Linked DNA regions of Zea mays: region 1 is linked to region 2. A link is a contact called in public Hi-C data. All regions are on one chromosome and are shown on one strand. The core of a region is the stretch at or near the end of the contact, and the rest is flanking DNA. Distances in the headings are between cores, read along the strand shown. Region 1 holds the start of LOC103643397 (formin-like protein 4). Region 2 holds the start of LOC103643394 (phosphatidylinositol 4-phosphate 5-kinase 9).

Region 1 (7,330 bases), core at 4,498-6,997, 210 kb after region 2:
TGAGACCAAGAATTGAGCGAAGAGAATTCAAATCAGGTGAGTCTGTTTCTGGTCCAGATTAAAACGAACGGCTCTAGCAGACTGAGCCGGATTCTAAGCCGGGTTGATTTATCCCGCCCGGAAAGAGGTCGGGAATAGGTCGTTCCAGCCGAAACGAACGACGCCTAAAGAGGAACGAATCTCTTTGCTATTCAATTTTGAAAAACAAGATGATTCCTTCTCCATAGATCGGCTCTTTCATTTCTCTGGTCACAAAACCAAACATAAGGAGTCTTTTGAAAAGTCTTGTTGAATATAGACATTTTTTGTCTAATTTAATGTAGAAATTCTAAACCAAACATATGAGGAAGTGTGTGCGCGCGCACACACACACCAGTGTGAGCAGAACCATGGTCTGCCACCTCAACTAAAAGATCCAACCGAACCAGTTTACCAAGGAACTAATTAACCGCACAAGAGAAGTCAAACGGGCCAGAGAACCAATTGCGAGCAATTAATGGGACTGATCCGCGTAAAGCACAACGCTGAATATTCTGCCATTCAAGGTTTAGTTCAATTATTCAAGGTTTACTTCAACGTATAGCAGGAACAAATATTCAGTTATTTAAGGTTTACTTCAGCCATTCGTCGTTTTTAAAATTTTACAAGGAAGAAACATTCAGCAATTAAAGGTTTACTTCACCTATTTATGGATAAACATTCAACAATTCAAGGTGATGAGTCGAGAACGAGAAACTGTTTCTAGGTATTCGGTTGCCACCGATGATTACATCGGACAAGTCTACTATCTTATACCTAACTCGGGTGTGTTTTACACCCGCTCTGAGTGACGTATACGGTGCAACATTTGGTGTGTTGTAGCCACCCGCACACGCTCTATAGGGCTCTTTACATGCGCTGTCTGGTGCTGCCTGTCTAGTGCACACTAAGGCATCCTATGCACTTGTCTTCAGCACAATCTTCTACGCACAACACATGTCCAATGTGACATTTGGTGTGCCACCCGACACGTTCAATGCACTCTGTCTTTTTCTCTGTGTCTTTGGGTTTCTTCGCTTGTTCCATCTTATGTCTTGGACTCTTGCATGATTTTGATAGGTCTTCAATGGGTCTTCTAACATCTTGCTTTGATGTGTTGATCTTGTTGATCACCTCATTGCCTTCGTCCAAGTCCATACAACATCCTTGGAACTATAAACATAAACACTAGCAAACACATTAGTCCAAATGGTTGTGTTTATCATCAAATACCAAAACTTTTGTCAAATGGGACAAGGTATATTTTTCATACACTAATCATTTTTATATATTTTCCAAGGTGTTATATGGGCTAAAGCAAGATCTAAGGGCTTGGTTTAAGCGTCTTTGTGACTTTCTCATTGAGAAGGGCATCATCTGTCAAGTTTATGTTGATGATATAATATCCACTAAGAAAAACCACAATGGTATCTTCATTTGTCAAGTTTATGTTGATGATATAATTTTTGCTAAATAAATAAAGGGTGTCACAAGGAATTTGGTGAATTGATGTCGAAGTAGTTTGAGATGTCGATGATTAGTAAGCTTACTTTCTTTCTTGGCTTTCAAGTCAAGTAAATGAAAGAGGGTAACTTCATCTCACAAGAAAAGTACACCAGATATTTGCTTAAGAGGTTCAAGATGGATGACTGTAAGCCAATCAAGATTCTAATGCCATCAAATGGATATCTTGAGCTAGATGAAGGAGGTACCCAATTGATTAAACTCTCTATCATTCTATGATGGTAGCTTGTTGTATTTAACCGTGTCTGGGCCCGACATCATGTTATTGTGTGTATGTGTGCTATATTTCAAGGTAATCCTAAGGAAGCTCCATAAGTGACATTAAAAGAATCCTTAGGTACCTAAAGCACACGTCGAGCATTGGACTTTGGTATACAAAAGGAGATCATTTTGAACTTATTGGCTATTCCAACTTGGATTATGATGGGTGTAAAATTGATAGAAAAATTACCTTAGGAGGGTATCATATGCTTGCTAGATCACTAGTATCATTGAGTTCAAAGAAACAAAATAGTGTTGCCTTGTCAACCACCAAAATGGAGTACATAGCCATGGATGCTTGTTGTGCACAAATAATACACGTAAAACAATCATTTCTATACTATGGTGTGGTCTTAGAAAAGGTAGATTTTTTGTGTGACAAGAGAGTGTCATAAAACTTGTAAACAATCTGGTACCATATTCACACACCAAATACATTGACATATGCCATGATTTTCTTAGAGATCATATAGCTCAAAGATATATGTAACACACTCTTTTATTTGATCCTCCCAAGTTGTGCCTAATCATAAGCATCATTTGCATACCACATGAGCATTCATATTTGTTTGTTGTTAAGCATTTATAATTTTGAATTAAGATCTATGCCATCTTATAAAGTAACTTAAGTTTGATAACAAAACTTTGCTATGTTTGATTTACTAATTCACCATGTGCAAATATGTAACTCTTAAGTGTTTTACCCTAATTCTTAGTGACTCCTTTTATCGTTTCTTTCATAATTCAAATAAATGATCCAATAAAAATGAGGCCTTATTTATTTTATGACCATTAATTATGTTTGTTATGTTAATTTTTTTGTGATGAGGGGGATCCTTATATTTTTATCCACCACATGGCTATTTTTATGGAATATTTTGAGCTCTTCGTTTTAGATTTTTGGAAAATTGAATTTTCCTCCCTTTCTCTCACTAACTGCTAGGGCCCGCTTGGCAGCCGTCTGACGCCTACAGCATTTGTCAGATGCCTGCACACTCTCGCTATCGCTCGATCTCACTTGTTAGCCCCTTCCCTCTCCCTAAGCTTGATTTCTTCACCAGTTGGACATTCGTAGTGGTGGACATCAGCATCATAGTGGCGGATTGGCTACCGTGGTCGTAGTCATAGTGCAATCGAGCTGATAATGCCCCCTTCTCCCACCTATTTAAGCCATTTGGGCTCTAGCTGAAGCTCACACTACCCGCTCAGCGCTAGCATCTCCTTTGCCCCTCAAATTGATTGGTTGCTCCCAAAGATTCCTTTCGATCTTCTCCATCGATTAGCCACACATGTAGCCCTCCCTTTTCCCCTACCTGATACCTCATATTACGCTTGACCGAACCACGGGATAAAAATCGGTGTGTCTCTTGTCTCTTCAATTTATTGTGATTTGAGTCTTCCTTTGCGATTATACTTCACGTACATATTATTCCTAATTTAATACTCATCTCATGGGAGCAATCAAGTGAAGAGCCTTTTTTCTCTCCTCTACTCTCAAACTTAGTTTTATTTCCTCTAATCCATATTATAAACCGAGTTTGTAGCAAAATTTGTAGGATCACTTATTCACCCCCTCTAGGTGCTCTCACCTTCATGGATTTCAAACCAATTAGGATAAGGAAATACTTAACCATCTCTAATACCAATTGAAGACCGGTGAGGCGACTAGAGGTGGGTGAACGGGAGTCAATCAAAAATTGTTGTTAAGAGCTGGAAAGTGAACTCTTAACTTCAATTGAGATGAAGAAATCACTCAAACCAAAAGCACATCAGCCAACTAGTGATCATATGATTTCAAAATGTTCCTAGGACTCACACGAGACCAATAAAACAAACGGACCGTAAATCGGACACCGAAAAAAATCTGAATCGGCCTAAAACCATGTCGTTATCCGGTGTTGTTTTCAGCAGCTCAAAATTCATTTTTCAAAAGCGAAAGTAACCAAACGGACTCCGATTGAGCTGAAATTTTACACACTTTGACAAATGACTTTTCATGATATCCAAATATTTTAAACTCAAACGGATTTGTAAATCAATTGCAGATAAGAAAATACGAACCGACTTAGGGTTTTGTTGGGGTTTGCCTTTTTTATCAAAACATTTTAGATCAATCTACAACCAAAAATTGTACAAACCAGATGTTCTTAGTGGTCTAAGGACCGAATCAAACCCAGAGAGAAACCCCAAAATGATCCCCAACTCAAAAACTCGAAGGTTCTTCCACAATCTAAAGAGAAAAGGAAAGGGAAGAGAGCAAGGACAAAATTGAATCAAAACTACAACAAAGACAAAACTGAGCACATGATTCAACAAACCATGTGGATAGATCTGGCCACCTTTCCTTTGATTGATGAGTTGAAGATTACAAATGCATAGATGTGGAGTTCAAATCATCTGCGGATCTCAGGCGAAACTACTGGGAAAACTAGATAATGAAATTAGGGTTTTTTAAACACAAGTAAGCTAGACAAAACACAGATAGCCATAGAGATGGCTGAAACAATCAGCCCACCCTTCTATTTATAAAGGTTTATTGCTACTTCCTAAACTACCCCTATATACATAGAGCTTATCCACTTTGCCGGAGGCGAGATGAACCAACTCCTGGGATTTTGATCTGACGGTCACACGCTCCACACGAAATTGCTTCGCCTCGACGCACCCTTCGCTATGACGCCACGTGCCGCCTCTGATTCCAGTCGGAATCGACACCGCCGAGTTTTGAGGCCCAAACTCAGCAAAACCGCCATATGTAGCGCTGAGTGGTTTTTTGAGGCTCAACTACCAAACAGTCGCGAGTAGTGTACCACATGTGGTCCCTCACTCCTAGACATGTGTCCCGCCAGTCCTGAACCATGTCAGCGACATGATCTGCTCTGCCACGACCTCACACGAGTGCGTGTCCCAGGTGTCAGTCACCACGGCAAGTCACCCGACGACTCTAGTTCTTCGGTCAAGTCCCAGCGCTTGTCCTTCGCCGCTCCCGACCCATCGATATGAACCTGCATGACCTTCACCTTCGTCGTCGAGCACCGTCCATATGCTCGGTAGCCAACTGTAGCTAATTTAGGTTAATTTTTAACCCTGACTAGTAACTCACCGTATGCCCATATGTATATAAACATGCTCTTAATGAGTGTCACTTTGTTATAAAGTATTGTATATGTGATTTTGTTTTAGCGTATAGATTTTACTATTTATACCATTATAATCCACCAGTTTAAACTTTTCAAAACCCATCTAACCAAAATCACGTCATATCTATAACCTTCACTAAATCCATCAAACAAATTACATCCAGACTTAATATATCATCAAAATCAATGTTTTATATTGCTAGATAACTCAATCTCCCTTAGTCAAATTTAATGGATAATATTATTTGGATTATCTCTCATCACTCATCTCTCCCCTACCCCTTCCTTGTGACCCCGTCGTCCCAGCTTCTCGCTCACCCTCCTCCTCCCTCCACCCATCCCCCCTCACTCATGCAGTCATCGTTGACAACCTCTCTCCTTAAGTTGTCGCCGCTACTGTTCACCCTCTCTCCTTTTTGGAATCGTAGCGTCAACACGGACAATATACTAATATACTAAAAATAAGATGCCTAGATACATAATAATTGTGTAGTTACAAACACTAAAACGACATTTAAATTAATTAAAACAGTAGAAGTGGTAGCGGAAAACTCGGGAATTTCTAATACTGTACACGCATGGAGTGCGAATTCACTGCGAAAAAATGTTGATCGAAATTGCAAAATTCCCTGTTATTGTCTAAAGAAAAAGTGCTACGAGTGCGAGGGAAATCAATTTGGTGGACCCGTGCGACCACACGCCACATGGCGTGTGGAGAAAGTCCCTGCTATTATCTGAAGGAAAAAAAATGCTACGGGTGCGCGGGAGACGTTGTTATCAAGCAAACCCAGAAAATGGCGGCTTCCTTCCTCTTCCCGCACGCATTCCTTTCTCCTGTCGACTGTCGTGTCTCCTTGGTCCTTGCATTACCACTCCTCCGGCACTCCGCACTCCCACTCCACTGTCATCAACCTCGCTCCCTCTCTGGCCCTCTCTCTAGGAGTTCATCACTCTCTCTCTCTCTCTCTCTCCCTGTCTCCTACCGATGTCTCCAGCTCCACTACTCAGGCTCGCCTCACTCCTCTTCCTCTTCCTCGTCCACTCGGCCGCCGCCGGCGACACCAGGCGTGCGCTGCACGAGCCGCTCTTCCCTATCGAATGGACCCCGCCGCCATCCACCACGGCGCCTCCAGCACCGGGATTCGCCTCCGATCCCTCCACACCCGTCCCACCCGTCTACAACGGGGGGCCGGCGCTACTCCCCGCTCCGCCGCCACCGAACACTGTCGCCGCGGACGCCTCTTCGTCCCGCACTGGCCCGGCCCCGCGGCGCCACGGCGGCGGCGGCGGCGGAACGCCCAAGGCGGCCATCGTCGTCGCCTCTGCGGCCGCGGCGGCCGTCCTCGCGCTGCTCGCCTTCGCCGCCGCGTTTCTCCTGACGGGCCGTCTCGCGCGGCACCCCGCGTGGACGCACAAACCCACCGGCCTCGCCGCCGCCGCGCACCCCGGGCCAGCCTCCGCGGTCGTGCTGCACGCCGACGCGGTGGGCACCTCTGCGGCGGCGGCGGCGGCCTCGTCGTCGGGTGCGACTGCCACTTCCACACCGCACCGGAAAGCCCGCTCGGAGCGCGCCAGGTGGGGCATGTGCCGCGACGTCGACACCGTCCCGAGCCCGGAACTCAGGCCGCTCCCGCCGCTCCGGCGCGCGGGGTCGTCCGACGAGGACGCCGCGTACTACACGCCGGGCCAGCGCTCGGCGGGGTCCGCGGGCGGCGAGGGCGCCGGGACCGGGACGTGGAGCGAGGCGAGCGCGTCCAGCCCGCGGACCACCACCCCCTCCCGCCGCAGCCTCCCCAGCCTCACCAGCGATTTCTTCCCACCGACGCCGGCCGCCGCCGTTCCAGCTGCAAGCGTGGCGCCTCCTCCGCCCGCCCCTCCTGTGCCACGCTCCCGTCGCACTCTGCCGCGGACTCGCTTCTCCGCAGGCTCCGCCTCGGATATGATCAAACAAGTGGTCTCGCCACCCTCCAACCCACCACCACCTCCTCCACCACCACCGCCAAGATGCACCAACGCAGTCCCAAAACCTTCTCCACCACCACCGGAACCATCCTATACACCATTGTCAACGCGCCGGCTTCACAAACTAAAGCAAACAGAGGGGCCAGGTGTCGCTGTTCCGAGCGCACCCGTCATGGCGGTGAACAAGGACAACGACGGCATGCCGATTCGGACGAACGATGATCCTGCCGCTGCCGGCGACGAAGCCCGTCCCAAGCTGAAGCCGCTGCACTGGGACACGGTCCGGGCGTCCTCCGACCGCGACATGGTCTGGGACCGGCTCGAGTCCAACTCATTCCAGTTAAGATACATTCTCATACCAGACATACACACACACACGCACACACACACGGCTAAATCATACGTAAAAAAAGTGATGTTGACAC
Region 2 (6,783 bases), core at 2,940-5,439:
AGAGTTTCCGCATATGGAGATCATATAGTCTGCAGCATCAATCTTGAACATCTCTCTCAAATTCCTACAAGATTGGATTGATACTGTGTTTTAAAGTACGAGTCTGGAACAGAAAGAACATTATAAATTAAGTCAGGAGAAACAACAAGAATATGTCAACAAGAGGTCGCGATGAACAAATTTGTGTAGAATTAGGTGGCATTTGGTTCAGAAAATGTAATGGTAACACTAATGTAATCAGCTAACAGTGCTATCTATTACCATGAAATAGAAAGCAACATTTGTTTGGTTTCCCTATGATAACGTTATCTGATAGAGGAACTTGAAACATTTTCTAATTACTCGGGAGAGGACCGGTAACAAGTTTCTGTAGGACTGGTATCTGATTACACTGTGATTTGATTACAAACCACCATAAACAAACACTCGTAACGTGATTCCATACCGGCTGTAATTGAACTGCGTTACATTTCGACAAACAAAACACCATCTAAAGGTCACTCGATTTGCAGTGAATAAGGACATCATATTTTTTTAGATGCACATATTTGCATAAATGTCAGGGATGCAGACCTGAAAACCATGGGACAGTAGTCTTTCCATTTAAAATCTTCCGCTGAATGTGAAGGAGTAAGCCGAGATCCTTCTTTTGAGAAATTCATCCAGAAACTTGCTGTTGGTCCAAAATCTGAAGCATGAACTTCACGTTTTTGAATTGGTGTAATCTTCCCAACTGTGTACCTAAGTACAAAAAACCATTGCCGATTTCAAATATACCTAAAACAATCTGTAAACATCATACCCTGGATTTAATTAAAGAAAATGTACGTTGCAGAAGCTAGCAGTTCCTAACACGAAAAGTGCAGGTTGCAAGCTTGGAGCCAGTAAGAAACTAATGCAGTAACCAACTAACCACTACTGCATTAGTTCATACCTTTCAATGTACCATGCAAATGGCACCACATATTTTAAATGATCCAAACCATATCTGTAATGTGTTTATGAGAGATACAATCTTTTGTTTTTTTAAAGCAAACCCTATTTGCTGGTGCTAGTACATCAAGCAAACCTTACATCATTACTCTCTAGCTAGAAGCTAAATGAATAAATGATACCAGCCATTTTTCAAAAATACATCACTAGTTCCACGAGCCTAATGACAAGGAACCTATTATATGGTTCCAAGAGAGGATTATTCTATAAACAAGAACACTCATTAGGGAGTAGCTAAGCTAGTAATAGCTGAACAAACAATGAACAGAAAAAAAGAATGCAAACTGAAACCATGATCTCAGGAGGTGCTACCTGATTCCAATCTGCAGGCTGAGCATTAAATCATAGCTTCTGTGTCCCTTAATTATCGCCTCTCCAGGCCTTTTTGTGTCCCTTACCATTTTCTTCTGGCGGCGTTTTGTCTTCTTTGAGGAGTCTGAAAAACTCCTGTCAAGAACCACCTCACTGATTAGAACGCCTTGCATGTATTCTCTTTCCAGTATGGGCATACGAGAATCACTCAAGTTTTCCAAGCTTTCTTGACCAGAACTTTCAATCGATTCATGGCCAATAAACTTTTCAATAGCCACCTCAAGGCTCCACCGTCTTTCCAAAGACACATTCTTCAAAGGAGGCTGCTCAGTTGGATTCCTTTTGTACAAAACATCTGAAGATTGCCTGGTTATACCAACCTTCATGTTCCCCATGTCAACCGAGGAAGAGTGAAGTATGCGTGAGCCATGATTCTGCCTTCTAATATCAGGCAGTACACCACGGTTTCTTAGATTTTTGATATACAGCTCATCGTTAACAGGAACTCTGCAACCTTCCGGATAGAATTTACCTTTCCCATCCTTCAGTCCCCTTGTCCATGTTCCAATGTAATACCCGCATTCATTCCATGTATAGATTCCATACCCATGCATCATGCCATCTATCCAGTTACCCTCATATGAGTCCCCATTTTTCCATGTAAGAGTTCCTTTCCCTGACATCCTGCCACTTTTCATGTTGCCAACGTAAGTGTCCTCATTTGCCCATGTGTACTTCCCGTGACCTACTATTTCTCCCTGAATCCACGAACCTTCAAACGTGTCTCCATTTGGATATGTCTGATATCCAAGCCCATGCTTGCGATTCAACTTCCACCGTCCCTTGTAGATGATTTTATCTGGACCCGTATAGGTGCCTTCACCGTATACATAGCCGCGAGAATACTCGCCCTCATAGGTGGCTCCAGATGGCCATTGCGTCTTTCCTTGCCCATGCCTCATCCCTCTCGTCCACTCACCGTCATAGGTGCAACCATCTGACCAGCGATACTGGCCTGAACCCTCTGGTGTGTTCCCCAACAATGTGCCAGAATAAACATCTCCATTGCCAAACCTGATCTCCCCAACTCTGAAACCAGGATTTGTTCCAGCAGCAGTCGAATCTTGGTCATTTCCCATACTGGCCAACACCTCCTTTTCTATGTTGCAACTAGTGTCTCGGAATAAGTCAACCCTTGCAGAATGGGAGACTGCTGCTCGATCATTTGGAAGAGCCACAGGGGCTGTCATGCATAACCCCTGGGAGTACCGATCCACTAAAATGCAAAAGCTAATATCCAAAGCACTGCCTGAGAAAGGTTAGATGAGATGTTTAAGCCATACTATATATATAAGATGCACTGGAATTAACCAAGTTATAAACATTCCATTTTTGGAACTTTTTCCCACAAATTGTCATATAAGATTAAGGAAGGATGCAGAGAGGCTACAATGAACAATCTGTCCTACTGAGAGAGCAATAGGAGACACCCTGGGCATTAATCTGGAATACTTGATCCTTTACCTTATTTCTGATGAATAAAGGTGTTTTGAAAAGGAACTTTGCTCAATCTTGATGAATTTACCATGGTTCTTTCTTAGTTACCTTATTTCATTCATAAGATTAAAGGCCCTACTGAATGTTTGATCAATCCTGGTTAATCTGGGAGAGTCCCGGTTTACCTTAAGGTGTTTCCTATTGTTCTTTACGTAGGGCAAATTGTTTCCTGTAGCATCCCTGCGCTTTTCTTTAGTCTTGTAATGATTTGTGGAGAACAATTCGTAAACATTTTAATCAAGGATAAATTGAAATTAGGAATTTAAAGGTACGCGTGAAGTAATATATGAAAATGAAAATAGAACCAAAACGATCTCTTATCCATGCGCTACACAGCTCAGCATAACCCTGTGCTACACATAACAAAGCAAGTATACTAGAGACAACACCGACATGGTTCAGAGTCTGAGAATCATGAATATAGTCTTACTTTTTTTATTTTATCTTTTCCTGAAGAAAAGCAAAACAACTGGTCATGTCTGATTCAGCGAGTGGAAGTACATACATGATCGTCGTAGTTTTGCATAGTTCTAAACTTCTAATCGTCAACTGTGAGTTTTGTCTTCAGAAGAATTACACGAGATATTCACACCTATACGAGACTAAAGGTAAGGAATGGGAGCAGGCTTACCTCACCACTTTTTGGAAGGGGAGCTCGCCGGAGGGGTGGAGATGCCTCGTCGACGGCACTACCTCCAAGACCTGCAGAGCGAGCGAGAGAGAGAGAGAGAGAGAGAGAGAGAGAGAGAGAGAGAGAGAGAGAGAGAATAGGTGAGGACGGAGATGATCCGTGCGGCTAGCGGAGGGACAACTCTAGTAGTCTAGTGAGTCTCCATGTGGAAAAAAAGGACAGTCGAAGCAGGGAGGGTTGCGCTGCCAGAGTAAGGACAAGGAGAGGGGAGGAGCGGTGCTGTAAGCTGTGGCCTGTGGACGGCGCAGACCTCGCCGTCGGATCCACGAATCGCGTCAGGCCGATAAGGGATCCTATCCTGCCTTGGGAAGAGGCGATGCGCGCGTAGACTCGATCACCCGGAAACGGAGGCAGCTCGCCGGAGAGAAGCGGTTTTTCGCCAGAGGAGGCGATGAGGCTCCCGGCGTCTTGGAGGCGGCGCGGTGCAGCCTCGAAACGAGGAAACGGGAGGCGTTGTGCCCGTGTGTTGATCGGCGGACGGAGTCTGGCCAGCTGAAGCTGCTGCTGCAGACTCTGCAAGTCCTCGAGTGGTGGATGCTGCGGCCTCTGGGCGGGAGCAGGTAGTAGACGTAGACGATGGCGCCGGCGGTGGTTCGCGATTGGATTTGGCCTCTTGCGGTCTTGGACTGGCTCGCCGATCGTCGTCGTGGACTCGTGGGAGACAAAAGGGACGAAAAGCTAGATGATTGAAAAATCGAAAGGGAAACAACAAATTATTATAAGTATAATAATGAATGAGGACGACGTTTACTATATCTTGTTTATGTGTACATTTTTTTCGAAAGCACGGTAAGGGAGTTGTCGTGGCAAAATATATTATATAGGGAAAAGGAAAGAAAACCACGTATAAAGAAGAGCAGATAACACCGTCCATCCTAAACAAAAACGCTAAAAGAGAGATAAAAAATCACTCAGACAGAAATTACACACACCATTCCTTAAAACGCTGCAGCATTCCGCTTGTTGGAGACTTATTCTCAAATGCTATGAGTTAAGAACAAGGCAACACAGAAAATGTTAATTTTATAATGTCCTTCGTTCTTCGGAACATTATTTCTCTTAGGATATAATGACTTTTGAACGAAGGTTATGAAGGACATACCTTCATAAACATGGCAAACGATGATGAAGAATGGATTATGAGGAATATAAATGATAACATAGACAATTATATATTATTATTGTGAGGAAACAGTAATAACATTGAATTACAAATGTACCTTCAGCTTGGAAGTATATGAAAGTACAGGTGTGACGCAAAAGCAAATGCCAGATCAGCGTGAACAGTACGGGGTACTGTTCACCTATTTATAGGCACAGGACACAGCTCATACAAAATTACATTTATGCTCTTTATATTTGATAATAATTCTATAGTAATCTATCGAGATCTGAATAGCCTTTTCATCTTTAAGTCGGTTTCATTTTTTGCTATCACGCCGAAGCTTTCCTGCTCACACCTTCGGCGCTGTATCAACCTTCGTATTATTCTGGTCTGCTGTGATGCCGACTTGAGTCCGAAGATACCTGTTCACACATTATACTCCAGAAATACTGTCAAATCCTGTTTTTGAGGACCTTCGTAAGCCGAAGGCCCCAAACAGTAGCCCCTCGCAATATTAATTTGTTTAAAATAATAAATTTAGATTGCGACATGGACGAAGGCTTTATGCCGAAGGTCCGAAAAAACACCTTCCCTTTGCTAGAATAGCAACATTCTCTGACAAGTGGGGTCTTTCAATTTTCAACGCACTGGGCGTATAAATACAGTCATACCGCAAACTCATTTGGCACGCTCTCTTGCCATCTGCTCCCGCTCACTCAATTTTTAGCTCTTGCGCACTAAAATTTGCTGAGCGTTTAGTTTTAAAGCTTCGGCTTTGAAAACAGTTTTTTTAGCGTTTCCGAAGATGTCTGAAGAGAAGAAAGCTGCTGCTGAGATGAAGCTGAGTCTCGACGAAGAGAAGAACTTGGGGTTTCTTATAGCGATGTCGAAGACGAATACAGAAAAAATCACCAAGGAGATTCTGGAAGGTTTGTCTGAAGATACTGGTGACAGCGACAGTTATGATGTGGACAGTGGTGGTGAAGACTCCGAAGATCGCCCTTGGCGACCAAGCCATGCGGTTTTCGGCAAATCAACTATCAAAGAAAATCATCTTGTTAACATGAGAGGAAGGTATTTCTGGGATTTGTCCATTGTGAGGGCCGACGAAGGGGAAAAAACTTGTCCACACCCTGAAGAGAATAAAGTCGTAGTGTACCGAAGCTTTTTGAAAGCTGGACTAAGATTTCCCCTGAGCGAGTTTGTTGTAGAGGTGCTGAAAATATTCGAAGTCTATCTTCACCAACTTACCCCCGAGGCAATCATAAGGCTGAATATCTTCGTGTGGGCCGTGAGAAGCCAAGGTCTGAAGCCTGATGCAAAAAGTTTCTGCAACATACACGAATTATCATACGAAACAAAACCTTGGGGTAAAGAACAGTACCATAATAATTTTGGCTGCTACAGTTTCATTTCTCGATCCGGGTCAAGTTGCCCCGTGCCAACCTTTCGGAAGAGATGGCCCAGCGACTGGATGACAGAATGGTTTTATGTGAAGAATGACCTGACAGTACAAGAAGATATCAAAGGTATAATTATGCGCCCTATTTGGCAAAGCTTCGGCCTTCGGAGGCCGAAGGTTGAAATGAATGAAGCTGCCGAAGAATGCCAGAGAGCCTTCGACGTTATCTGTTCTTTTATTGGGACGAGAGATTTAGTACAAGAGCATATTGCCTTCAGGGTATGGCCGCTCGCGGAGAAATGGGAAATGCCGCAAGAAACCATAAAAGAAACCGACGAAGGTGGACTTATGAGGCTGAAATATACTTTTAAGTTCGGAGATAAATTCGTTGAGCCAGATGACGACTGGTTAAAAAGTATTGAAAATTTAGGGCCAATTCCCTGTATGCCACTGGAAAATATACTCATTCCTTGTATGCCACTGGCCCCACATGTCATAGACACCAAAAAATATACCTATATGCCACTCAGTGGCACACAAGGGATGAGTATAAAATCTGATGGCATACCAGGAATTTTCTCGAAAATTTAAGTGATGAATTGCTTGGGGCTTATTCGAAGGCCGAAGATACTGCACTGTCAGCAGCCTTCGGAGGCCGAAAAAAGAAGAGGCTGAATCGGGTGTTTGATGCAATCGGGTTCGTCTACCCTGACTATCGTTATC

What was found. Hi-C and Micro-C count contacts between places; a contact is called where the count stands out from the background.
Region 1: a Hi-C map of tassel shows a contact between it and region 2, with 2.3 times the contacts expected there. The contact joins the promoter of LOC103643397 here to the promoter of LOC103643394 in region 2. A contact is called at or near these places in 5 of 25 Hi-C or Micro-C datasets (ear, leaf and tassel).

Annotation. Positions count from the first base shown.
Region 1 is chr1:232,023,582-232,030,911 of Zm-B73-REFERENCE-NAM-5.0, forward strand. It overlaps LOC103643397 (formin-like protein 4), which reads left to right and starts at 5,748. Exons shown (of 4, transcript XM_008666569.3): 1 at 5,748-7,244. The coding sequence starts at 5,929. It also overlaps the pseudogene LOC103645336.
Region 2 is chr1:231,817,807-231,824,589 of Zm-B73-REFERENCE-NAM-5.0, forward strand. It overlaps LOC103643394 (phosphatidylinositol 4-phosphate 5-kinase 9), which reads right to left and starts at 4,190. Exons shown (of 9, transcript XM_008666568.4): 1 at 3,499-4,190; 2 at 1,306-2,614; 3 at 574-741; 4 at 1-64. The coding sequence starts at 2,555.